Linked DNA regions of Xenopus laevis: region 1 is linked to region 2. The links are chromatin contacts, called in public Hi-C maps. All regions are on one chromosome and are shown on one strand. Each heading gives the region's core, a stretch centred on a gene start, on an enhancer-like site or on the middle of the called end of the contact. The rest is flanking DNA. Distances are from core to core; before and after follow the strand shown.

Evidence for each region. Hi-C and Micro-C count contacts between places; a contact is called where the count stands out from the background.
Region 1: a contact with region 2 is called in a Hi-C map of animal cap, with 5 times the contacts expected there. The contact joins the enhancer-like site here to the promoter of kalrn.S in region 2. A contact is called at or near these places in 3 of 4 Hi-C or Micro-C datasets (the XL177 cell line, the XTC cell line and animal cap).

What each region holds. Positions count from the first base shown.
Region 1 is chr9_10S:49,411,654-49,417,154 of Xenopus_laevis_v10.1, reverse strand. kalrn.S (kalirin) reads right to left here. Exons shown (of 59, transcript XM_041578187.1): 6 at 1-111. Among protein-coding and RNA genes, the nearest start is that of kalrn.S, 76 kb to the right of the region's middle. Within about 2 kb of position 3,499, at least 1 of the 7 cell types and tissues checked has an H3K27ac peak or open chromatin away from gene starts, as enhancers often do.
Region 2 is chr9_10S:49,335,210-49,340,806 of Xenopus_laevis_v10.1, reverse strand. kalrn.S (kalirin) reads right to left here and starts at 2,250. Exons shown (of 59, transcript XM_041578187.1): 1 at 2,004-2,250. The coding sequence starts at 2,073.

The sequences.
Region 1 (5,501 bases), core at 2,250-4,749, 75 kb before region 2:
TGCGAAGTGGTTGTGCTGGGTTTGAAGATCGATGGCGTGTTGGTAGCTCATCCCAATCTCCGTGTGGCCCTGTAGGAACACCTCCTTGTTGTGTGTGATCCAGTCAAACATCTGCATGGGGTGAAAGGGGATGCTATTATTTCACACGAGAAGATACAGTAACACAATATTTATGTCAATATCTACCTCTAAAGGGCAAAAGGTGCTCCCTAGTTTAAAATCACTATATAGAGTTCAGAGTGTGGCACAACTTGTTGCACGCCACTCTAGGATCACAATAAGCTGTGCCACAAGGAATTTTACATCCGCTTTTCACATTTAATAGGGTTGGCACCTTCAATCTGTGTAGTTCATTGTGTGTAGTAGTGCCAGAGGTGGTTACTGCGAGGAGTTTGGAACTGTAGAGAAGACCAATTTTTCTAAAGCAAACAGAACGGCCAAAAACAATAAATCTCAGGAAATATAGAAGTGGCACCACAGAGAAGATACTGTGTATAGCTGCAACACATATATACAAGAGGCCCTGTAAATGGGACCCTCATAGTGAAGACTGGCACGGACTCACATTCTGTTTTAGAGAGTCAGAGCAATTTGGCAGATCCCCCAGTCTTGACCACAAGTGCAAAATACAGCAAGCGTGGCAGCTCAGTGGTTGTGGGAATGAAAGGAAGAGTCTGTGTTTAATGCCCTATGTGGTGTTTTATAGCAAACATAGTTTTCTTTCAATGATTTTTACTGCTAAATGGCTAATTTAACAGCTCCTAGGTCTCCTATAAAGATGCGCAGATCTGTCTCCACCACTCTCATGTCATGAAACAAACATTGGCGATGCTGTGACTGTAAATAAAAGCATCTTATCTGTTCCTCTTTCCCAAACAAATCATGAATAATATGCAGAAGGGAAGTTCCCTCTATCTGCACTCCGATCTGCTTCCTATCCCCCCCTCCATAGTTACCCCTGCCACTCAAATGCTCTACCCATCCCATACACATGGCTGTGTGCCAGGGAAAATACTTATTACATCTTCTGCTACACGACCTGGGAGCCAGATTTATAAGAATATCAAACTAAAAGGGCACAGAAAGACCAGGGCATAATAAGGTACAATTTGGACCCCATAGAGCACACCACCGTTTTATCTTTTATTTTATTGTTGGGGAAGGGACTGCGGCACAAGCACTTTATACCTATTAGATTGTTAGTTCTATGGGGCAGAGACATTCTTTTTCCTGTATCTTTTAACATGACAATTGTTGAGACTTTATTGCCATGTTTGTCCAACTGTACTGTTACTGTATATATTTACAGTGCTGTGTATACGGTATCTGCAATATAAAGATAGATGCAAACATACCAGGCCTGTCCAACCTGTATCACCCAGTCCCTGTGTTATAACATTTCCCACCATACTAAGGCTGCCCTGCTAATGAGAGGCTGCAGTTGTGCGCAAGTGCTTAGTGTCTCATAAACAACCTTTATTTTTAGTAGAAATGACTATGAAGCAGCTGTATTAATTTTCCCATCAAAGGCCGGAGAGCCCACAAGTCTTGAAGCTAAATAAACATCAAAATTTATATCCAATTTGTCACCAGAATCACCAAGAGAAATAGAGAGACACTGGTCTTTTTATTGGAGCCTGAAATGTGCAGATCAGGAAAACAAAACTGGGTTGGGATAAGGGGATTTAGGTTAATTTTCAGAGGTTGTGATGTTACTGATTGCACTCAGCAGGGGGATATCCTGGCACATCTGCATATTTCTTCTCTCAGGTCATGGATTATGATTGAGATTCTAGCTCTCTATACAAGAAGCATCTGGAATACACATGGTTTCTATTGTTTACACCACTGCAGCCTGTAAAGGTTTTGGAAAGGTTAGAAACGTTTAATGTGTTGAAATAAGAGGAAAGGGAGCATTAGACAGAGCAGGGAGGCCGAGGCCCTCATTTGAGGGAAGTTTGTGTGTGTGTGTGGGGGGGGGGGAGATTATTCAGAGATCCCCAAAGTACTGCCCTCCAGCTGCTGTATGACTACAACTCCGAATCTTTACACAAAAATTACAGTGCCCTACTTTGCCTTATAGAGCTTGTCCAATAATTATGGTGCCCTACTTTGCTCCATAGTTCTATCCCTGTTAATATGGCACCAAATGTTGCTCCATAGGGCTTAATAAATTCAAAGAAAGAAAGAAATACCCATAGGGCTTACCAGCTAATAAAGGGGCCCTACGTTGCCCCATAGAGCTTATACACTAATTATGATACCATAGCTTGCCCAACATTTTTTACATACTAATCATAGTGCCTGCTTGATCTGCAGAGCTTGTCCAATAATGATGGTGCCTTCTTGGCCCAAATAGTGTTTGCACTCTAATTACAGTGTTCTTCTTTGCCCTAGAAAGCTTGCCCAATAACCATGGTGCCCTTAATCACAATCTCGAAATCTGTCCCCCACCCATTCTCTTTATTTACAAGGTAGAACTTGCCTTGTACCAGCCTCTACATAAACTGAACTGTTTTGCCTTGTAATGTTTTCATTCTACTTAGGTAAAAACTGAACTCATATTTTTGGGATTCAGTCAAACCCTAAATCGAATAGAACTTGCCCAATAATTACGGTGCCTTACTTTGTCCTTTTGTGTACACGTTAATTACAGTGCCCTACTATGCCCAGTGAAGCTTACAGTACATGCTAATTAAGCTTTGCCCCACAGAGCTTAAAATCCTATTTGGGCACCATATTCAGGCTTATAGAACTTCCAGTCCATTTGTGGTGCCCTTCTTTACCCACAATGCTCATACCATTGAAACACTGGAATCCCACTCACTAAAGAAGCATATAAAGAAGCTTTATACTCCAATTCTGATCCAATAAAATATTACTTAGATGATCTGGCAGAACAAGACAAGGGGCTCCTGTTTCTCAGAAATGCAGCATCACAAATCATTGCCTGGAACAGCCAAGCAATCATTCTACCAGCCTTTTTATTAATGCTGCTGATTCTGCCACAAGAGGGCACCATTCCATTAGATAAGATTTAGCTGGTAATTCTGATGAGGAATGGGGCTGGCTCATATAAATATGCGCAAATATGCAGCTAAATAAGAACCCGCGCCAATATAATATAATGAGCATGCAAAGACACAGCATGAGGAATTTAAAGCATAGTTTTGTGTTTAAAAACGAAAATCTTAGCCAGTGAGTCACCCCGTATCCATGTGATGATCAGCCCTGATGTATCACATGTGACCAGAGTTTGGCTTTTTAGATTTCCTTTTGTAATAGCCATTTCCCAGAATAAAGCTGTAATTAATTGCAGAGTTTAGAGAGAGACCTTGAAGTATCCTGGCCTTGTCTCAAGCTGAAACCCCTTATCTTAACCAGAGTTATTGGCTAGGGCCTGGGAGAATTAAGCAAGTTCTGCGACTCATTGTGTGCTCTATAGGCCACCCCAGCAGGCAGGACATTCAGTAGCCTGCACCCCAGCTTATCACACATATGAGATGCCATTCGGGAAACCAGAGGCTGTTTCCTTTGGCTCTACCCCGAGCTTCCCATTCTCTAGCAGGAAACCTACATTTCCCTTATGAATAATGCTGGGCTCTGTGCTGTGAGCTGCTGCTTCCCAATGACAGGGCCATAGTCTATGAGCCTGCTTGGGACACAGGTTTGTCCTATTGTTCAATGATCATATACAAGTTTAATTGTTTTGTTTGCTCTGCCTTTTCTAAGCTTCCATATTTTTCCTACTCTCTTGGACAATTCAGGTATATGAGTCTCCAGCTAGCATGGCTGTAAATAGGCTCACTGTCCTCCAAAGTCAGCACATAACATAATAATATAATAATATTGTTATTATAATGGAAGAATGACACACACAGTCACAAGCTCTCGGATTGGCCAATAAACTAACATCTCAGTCTGGAAGGAGCCATGTCTGTTCAGCTTTACAGTAGAGTTGATCTTTCATTCTGACATTGGCACTGGTAGGCTGTGACTTGGGTCAGTGACACAGACAGCTGTTTTCAATGTCAAACTAGGGAGCCCGACAGCAAGCAATGTAAACAATTTACCAACCACAAAAAAAATGGTAAATGATGACCAAGTCCAAACTGTCTTCCATGCACGGTTACAGCATTTGTAAAGATTAATTGTACAACTGTACAGTCTGCACCTATGTATGAATTACTCCCTTCCATTTATATTCCATAGAGACTCTGCACAGTGGCTTTCCTCTTCAATCACAGGAAATTATAACATGTTTCTCTGGAACTTTCAAGTTCCACTTGTAGAACAACTCGGGGGGGGGGGGGGGCGGTGAAGCACTTTGCACAAATCCCATCATGCCGCATAAATGAGATATATTTAGCAACACCAATGAGGATGTAAATAGAAAGAGCTGCATTCAGCTGGAGATGGGGGTGGGCACCTAGAGACGTGATGCGATGGGTTAGAGATGGCAGCAGACAACCTGCAGGAGAAGCAATTCGGGGCCTGATGGGTCAGGGAAGTTAAATATGAGCTTCATAGGGCAGAAAAAGGAAATGAGCAGCATGGTGGGGCAAGAAGAGAAATGCACAGTCTGATGGAGAAAAACATCACTGGTGATGTTGTCCATAGCAACCAATAAAGAATCACGTACAAGTTAGAAAACAAAATGAATATCTGATTGGTTGCTATGGGCAACATTACCAATGATGTTTTTCTCCAATATTCTCCAAGGTCTCTAACTGTATTGCACCCCCATATCAGGGATGATTTTAACCCTTTAAGGGTTAGAGATAGCAGCAGACAACCTGCAGGAGAGCAAATTCAGGGGCCTGATGGGTCAGGAAAGAGAAATATGCGCCTCATAGGGCAGAAAAAGGAAATGAGCAGCACGGTGGGGCAAGAAGAGAAATGTGCAACAAATGGGCAGAAAAGAGAAATGCACAGGCTAATGGAACAGAGAAAAAAACAAAGAAAAACGCTGGGCCTGATGCCACAAAGAAGAAAAAAGTACAGCTTGGTGGGGTAGAGAAGAGAAATTAGGAGAAATTTGGGGCCTGATGGGGCAGGAATGAGAAATGAAGGGCCTGGTGGTGCAGAAGAGAGACATGTGGTGCCTGATGGGATAGAGATGACTATAGCAGAGGAGTCACAGTAACACATAGAATTTGAAGAAGAAGAGGTCAGGGTGGGACTGATGAAGCAGTTCCACAGGGAAAGTGAAATTGAGGTTTAGGGTACAAATGGTCACATGGCTGCACAAGGAAATACAGTTAAAATGTGATGTGATTAGTGACCCCGAACAGTAAGGGGCCAATTTATCATACCGTGTAAAACATTGAGAAAAACATCACTGGTGATGTCCATAGCAACCAATAAACAATCACGTACAAGTTAGAAAACAAAATCAAAGATCTGATTAGTTGCTATGGGCAATATCACCAGTGATGTTTTTCTCCCAGGTCCCTAACTGTATTGCACCCCCATATCAGGGATCAGAGATGGCATATTAA
Region 2 (5,597 bases), core at 1,001-3,500:
GCTGAGAGAATGAGGAAGTGTTTCCCACACAGAAGTGATGTTCTGTGTACACCCAGCAGCATTATGGGATAGCAAAAGATGGAGGACACTAATACTGATTACAGAAATGATTTACATTAAATAAATACATGAGATAAATAATGAAACCTCATTAGAATTTCCAAGGCACAGGCCCCTCTCAGACATACAAAGCCGCACCAGAACCAGAACCAGAACCAGAAATGTAATCAAAGCATTTTATATATATATATATATATATATATATATATATATATATATATATATATATATATATTTATATATATATATATATATATATATATATATATATATATATATATATATATATATATATAAAAAATGCTTTGATTACATTTCTGGTTCTGGTTCTGGTGCGGCTTTGTATGTCTGATAGGGGCCTTTATATAAAAAAGTGTAACATTTATATTTCTAGATATTCTCCCATTTATGCTGCATTGTCACATACACTCTCCAATATTTTACATTCCTACATACTCTCCCCAAATCATTATTATTATTAACATGTATTTATATAGCGCCAACATATTGCGTAGCACTGTAAAGTAAATGTGATCATACAACTAAATCACATGAATTATATACAGTACATAGAACATATGGAGTTACATACATCACAATCAATACCGGTGCACAGAGGTCATACGTTACTAAACACAGTATATATTACCCCAATATGAACAATGTACACGCAGACTTTCTTTTACATTAGGAGCACCGCTCTAGTTAGGTGCCAGGCTCATAACTCATCATGGGCACTTTGGCACTGTGTTCATGTATGATGCAAAGCTGAGACAGTAACACCAATTGCCATGGTAACAATTTAGGGACAGATAATGTGGAAAAAAATCTGTAACGATGGGCTTTCAAGGCTGGGGATAACAGGCTGCACCATAGCACAGTAGGTGCTGCAATTAGTAAATAGCACTGATATTCGTATACTAGTAACAGCCCCCTCAGTGTCATGCCTGCCCCGATATTGGCACCCACCAAATAAAATTTGCCTTCTTTTACACTGCAACATCAGCCCCACAACCTCCCCAGATGTCCCATCAGCCCCTTATTATTTACCCTATTGGCTGCAGTGATTAGTAGATTTAATTATACATAACTTTCCCTCAATAAAATACCTGCATCAACAATTGCCCCAATATTAACCCCCACCAAATAAGTTATGCATATTAATGACAAATCTGCCCCCAACATTCCGATCAATGCCATATCTGCCTCCAGAATCCCCTAATGCTCTTAACCAATCCTTCAATGTCTCATCTGTCCCCAGTATTTCCCACAATGACAAATCTGCACCCCCAGTATTTTCATCAGTGAACATCTGTCCCTCATTATTTTTTACCAATGACACATCTGTTCCCTTATTTTCTCAATGACACTTATGTCTACCAGTATATTCCTAATGTACATCTGTCCCCCAATATTTTCCCTCATTACATATCTGCCCCCCTTATTTACCCAATGTCACATCTGCACCCAGTGTGTTCCCCCAATGACACATCTGCCCCCCAGTATCTTCCTAATGACACATTTGCCCCCCAATATTTTCCCTCATTACACATCTGCCCCCCTTATTTAACCCAATGTCCAATCTACACCCAGTATGTTCCACCATTGACACATGTGCCCCCCAGTATTTTCCTAATGACACATTTGCCCCCCAATATTTTTCCCATTGATACACTGACCACAGCATTTTCCCCAACAACATGTGTATCAGTGTTGTATTCCTCCCAATGACACACCTGTTCCCAAAAATGCCTCTCAGTGTGATATCTGCTCTCAACCCCCCCACCCCCATGTCACATCTGACAGCCAGTATTGCCCCTAATGTCAGCTCTTGCCCCAAATGTCACATCTGACCCCAGAATATTCTCCCACCCCAGGGTGTCATTGCCCAGGATCGCCCCGGTACTCGTCCTGCCCCAGCCGGGGCTTTCCAGCCGTCTTACCTGTGCGGAAAAAGGCATCCACCTCGGAATCCGCTCCCCCTCCATCATCCGCACCCTCCGCCGCATTCATGGCTCCGAGCTGGGGCCCGGGGGCGCGGGGCTGTATCCGGGAGGCGCTCACTGTGCTGCAGCGGGCACTGGGGCTGCTCTGCCCGGATCCATATCCCCCGCAAGCCCCGCTGCCTGTGTCTCTTCCTCCGCCTGTCTCCTTCCAGTCTCCCTCCCTCCCTCTATTGTTCCATCAGCTCCTGCTCCCCTCCTCCCCTCCGCTCCCAACAATGCCCCTCCGCTCTCGCTGCTACTGCTCTGCGCCTGCCTGCTGTTCAGGGGCCACACTCTGTAGGACCTGCAGTATCCTGATGGGGGCCCTAGCATCCGTTATTGCTATCTCCACAGGGGCCCACAGATCATGAATGAAACGTCCATAGGGGCCATAGCGATCACCCTCCTCATCGCCACCCCTATAGATTGCCACTTCCATAGAGTTAACAGCCAACGTCTTCTCTGCCACCTCTATAGGGACCCACACATCCTGACACAAGTCTAGGAACCCCCTAGCCTGTAACTCTACCTCTCTTGCCACTTATACAGGGGTCCTATACAACATCCTCTTAGTCACCTCAATAGGGACCCCTAGTATTATTTCTTAAAGGGTCCAATGCATCTCTCTAACAAATCTACAGTGGCCCCTGCATCCAGCCAGTACCCATCTTGCCCCTTTTTCATGGACCTCACCATCCTGATTGTCCTGTCCATATTTGCCCTATAAAACACAATGTCTTTTACCTGTGAAGGAACACTAGAATCTTCAATGTCACTTTCATAGTTCTATGTCACCTGGGCAATAAAGATAATACTTGATCCCAATGTTATTAATAGGGGAAATATATCAAATATTGGAAGGATGGTATTTTTATCCAGTGAAGGTGGCAACCCTAGTTCCATAGTGTGTTATTACCTTTAATCTTTTCCTATGAAGCAGAAAACAAAGGCACAATGTTTAGGAGGCCTCCCCATTCAAGTTCATTGTGTTGAACTTAGATCCTCATTGCCCTTCCCATAAGTACCCAAGCATCCTACTTTCAGTGGTTATGTGACCATTTAAAGGCACAAGGCTGCAGGTTAAGTTATACTAGGAACTCTAAGGGGCCGATTCATCAAGGGTCGAATATCGGGGGTTAATTAACCCTCGATATTCGACTAGGAACTAAAATCCTTCGACTTCGAATATCGAAGTCGAAGGATTTAGCGCAAATGCTACACTCGAACGATCGAAGGATTATTCCTTCGATAGAACGATTAAATCCTTCGAATCGAACGATTCGAAGGATTTAAATCCAACGATCGAAGGAATATCCTTCGATCAAAAAAACTTAGCCAAGCCTATGGGGACCTTCCCCATAGGCTAACATTGACTTCGGTAGCTTTTAGCTGCCGAAGTAGGGGGTCGAAGTTTTTTTTAAAGAGGCAGTACTTCGACTATCGAATGGTCGAATAGTCGAACGATTTTTAGTTCGAATCCTTCGATTCGAAGTTGTAGTCGAAGGTCGAAGTAGCCCATTCGATGGTCGAAGTAGCCCAAAAAATACTTCGAAAGTTTTTTTACTTCGAATCCTTCACTCGAATTTAGTGAATCGGCCCCTTATTAAGTATTATATGTATTATGTATTATAAGGGATAATGTACCCCCTTCTGTCAATTATAAGGATATTAGAAGTCACTATGGTGCTCTGTGACCATAGAAAGGCATATACAGGGAACTCTGAGTATCACTCATGTATTATAAGGGATAAGGTACCCCTTACTATAAAAGAAAAGGATTTTAGAAGTCACACTGGGCTGAAATCAGCTAGCAGAAATCAACTACCTGATTTCAGCCCTACCGTGGGCAATAGGGCTGAAATCAGCCAGTGAATTTCGGTTGGCAGATTTTGGTTAGCTGATTTCCGCCCCGTGTGGCCCCACTGCCTAAGAAAAATACAGAGTTCTAGGGTGGGTAAGTGAGTGAGTTCTCTCCTAACCACATGTTCTCTGATTGTCCCTTTCTTAGCATTTGAATAAAGGAAGCTGGGACCATCTGCCACAAACTGGATGCAGTTGACCCTACAGGCAATAACTGCCTCCTGGCTGCAGGCTAAAGGATAGAGGCAGCTCAGCTGGAGGTATCATCAGAATCCAGTCACTGTTGTTGTATATTGTGCTAATGCAAAGCAGGCAGTTGTCACAGGAAGATAATTTCTATCCACTTTAGGTGAGATTTGGGGTGAGTGCTTATTTGTGCACTGGGCACCCCTGGAACTATAGCAGGGTGACTATTACCCCAATGTTCCTCTATAACTGTAACCTTGTTATGAACTAATGGGGCCGAGGCTGAAGGTCAGTTAGGGTGTGATTTGGGGTGAATGGTTATTTGAGCCTGGGTACCCCTGGAGTTATAGTAGGGTGAATGTTACCCCAATGTTTTTTCATATCAGTAACCTTGTTGAAATGGGGAAAATGATTAAGCAAGGGGAGAGGCAAATCTGAGGCCTTGGGCAGTGATTGCTGCTGTCAGAATCGATGGCTCTGTGTTTACAGTGAGGCTTAATGAACTTTTAATATGTGTATGACATTCTCTGTGTAATGAGACAGACTCAGCCTTACGTCGCGGCTATAACTTTCCATTGATCCACAACACAGAGAAACATGACATAACAGCCTGGTAGGTTTAACCCCTTTGCAGCAAATACATTAACTGTGCCTGGCACTGAAAAAGTTTTGGCAATGTGCAGAGCAGCTAAGCATACTGCCTTTGCTCTATGCCCCATGGGTTTTTATGTTCCCAACATACCCAGTCCCACCCTGTGGTACCATATTACACCCCTATTCTGTCCATAAAACCGGTGGTGTTTACAGGGGGAGCAGACCCTGCAGCTATGCCTAGCTTAACTCATGGGCCCACCACCTTGTTGCCACCCATGATCTGCTGTATATGGGGTTTTAGTGCCTAGGGATGCAACATTACACCAATGTCCAAATCCCACCCATTTTGGGCGATGTTCATGACCTTCTGGTATGGTCAGTCCTGGCAATATTGGGGCAGTTACCAAGTAAGACCTCAAGTCTGTTGCCCATTGCCAAGGATTCATTAACCAATTGAATGGAAATGTGATTTCTAAAATCTTTCTAAAACTGTTGGACTGTGCACTTTCCATGCTGCCCTATTCTCCCAGGAACAGCCTGGTTACATGCCTGAGCTATTAAACATCAGGATTTGTCCCCAGCCGCCTGTATTACAAATACCAGTAAGTCGTAATAGCCCAAACATGCAGCCAGATCTGGGATCAGACTCCATGACCTCAGCATCACTTGACAAATTGCAAATAACCTGAAAGTGGAAGGTCTGAGTTTTAAGGTTATACACAAGTGCCCCCTGCAGGATTCTCAGGGAAGCACTGCTTAAAACTTAAACTGCTTAGTCTAAATGGGGCAGTACCATTGCATCTAACCTGACATTTAGCCACCTAGATTGCCACGGCAGGGCCAAGGTAGTAGGAATAAAACTGCACCACATGGCAAACAGGGACCCCCTGCCACACATTGTATAAGATTCTG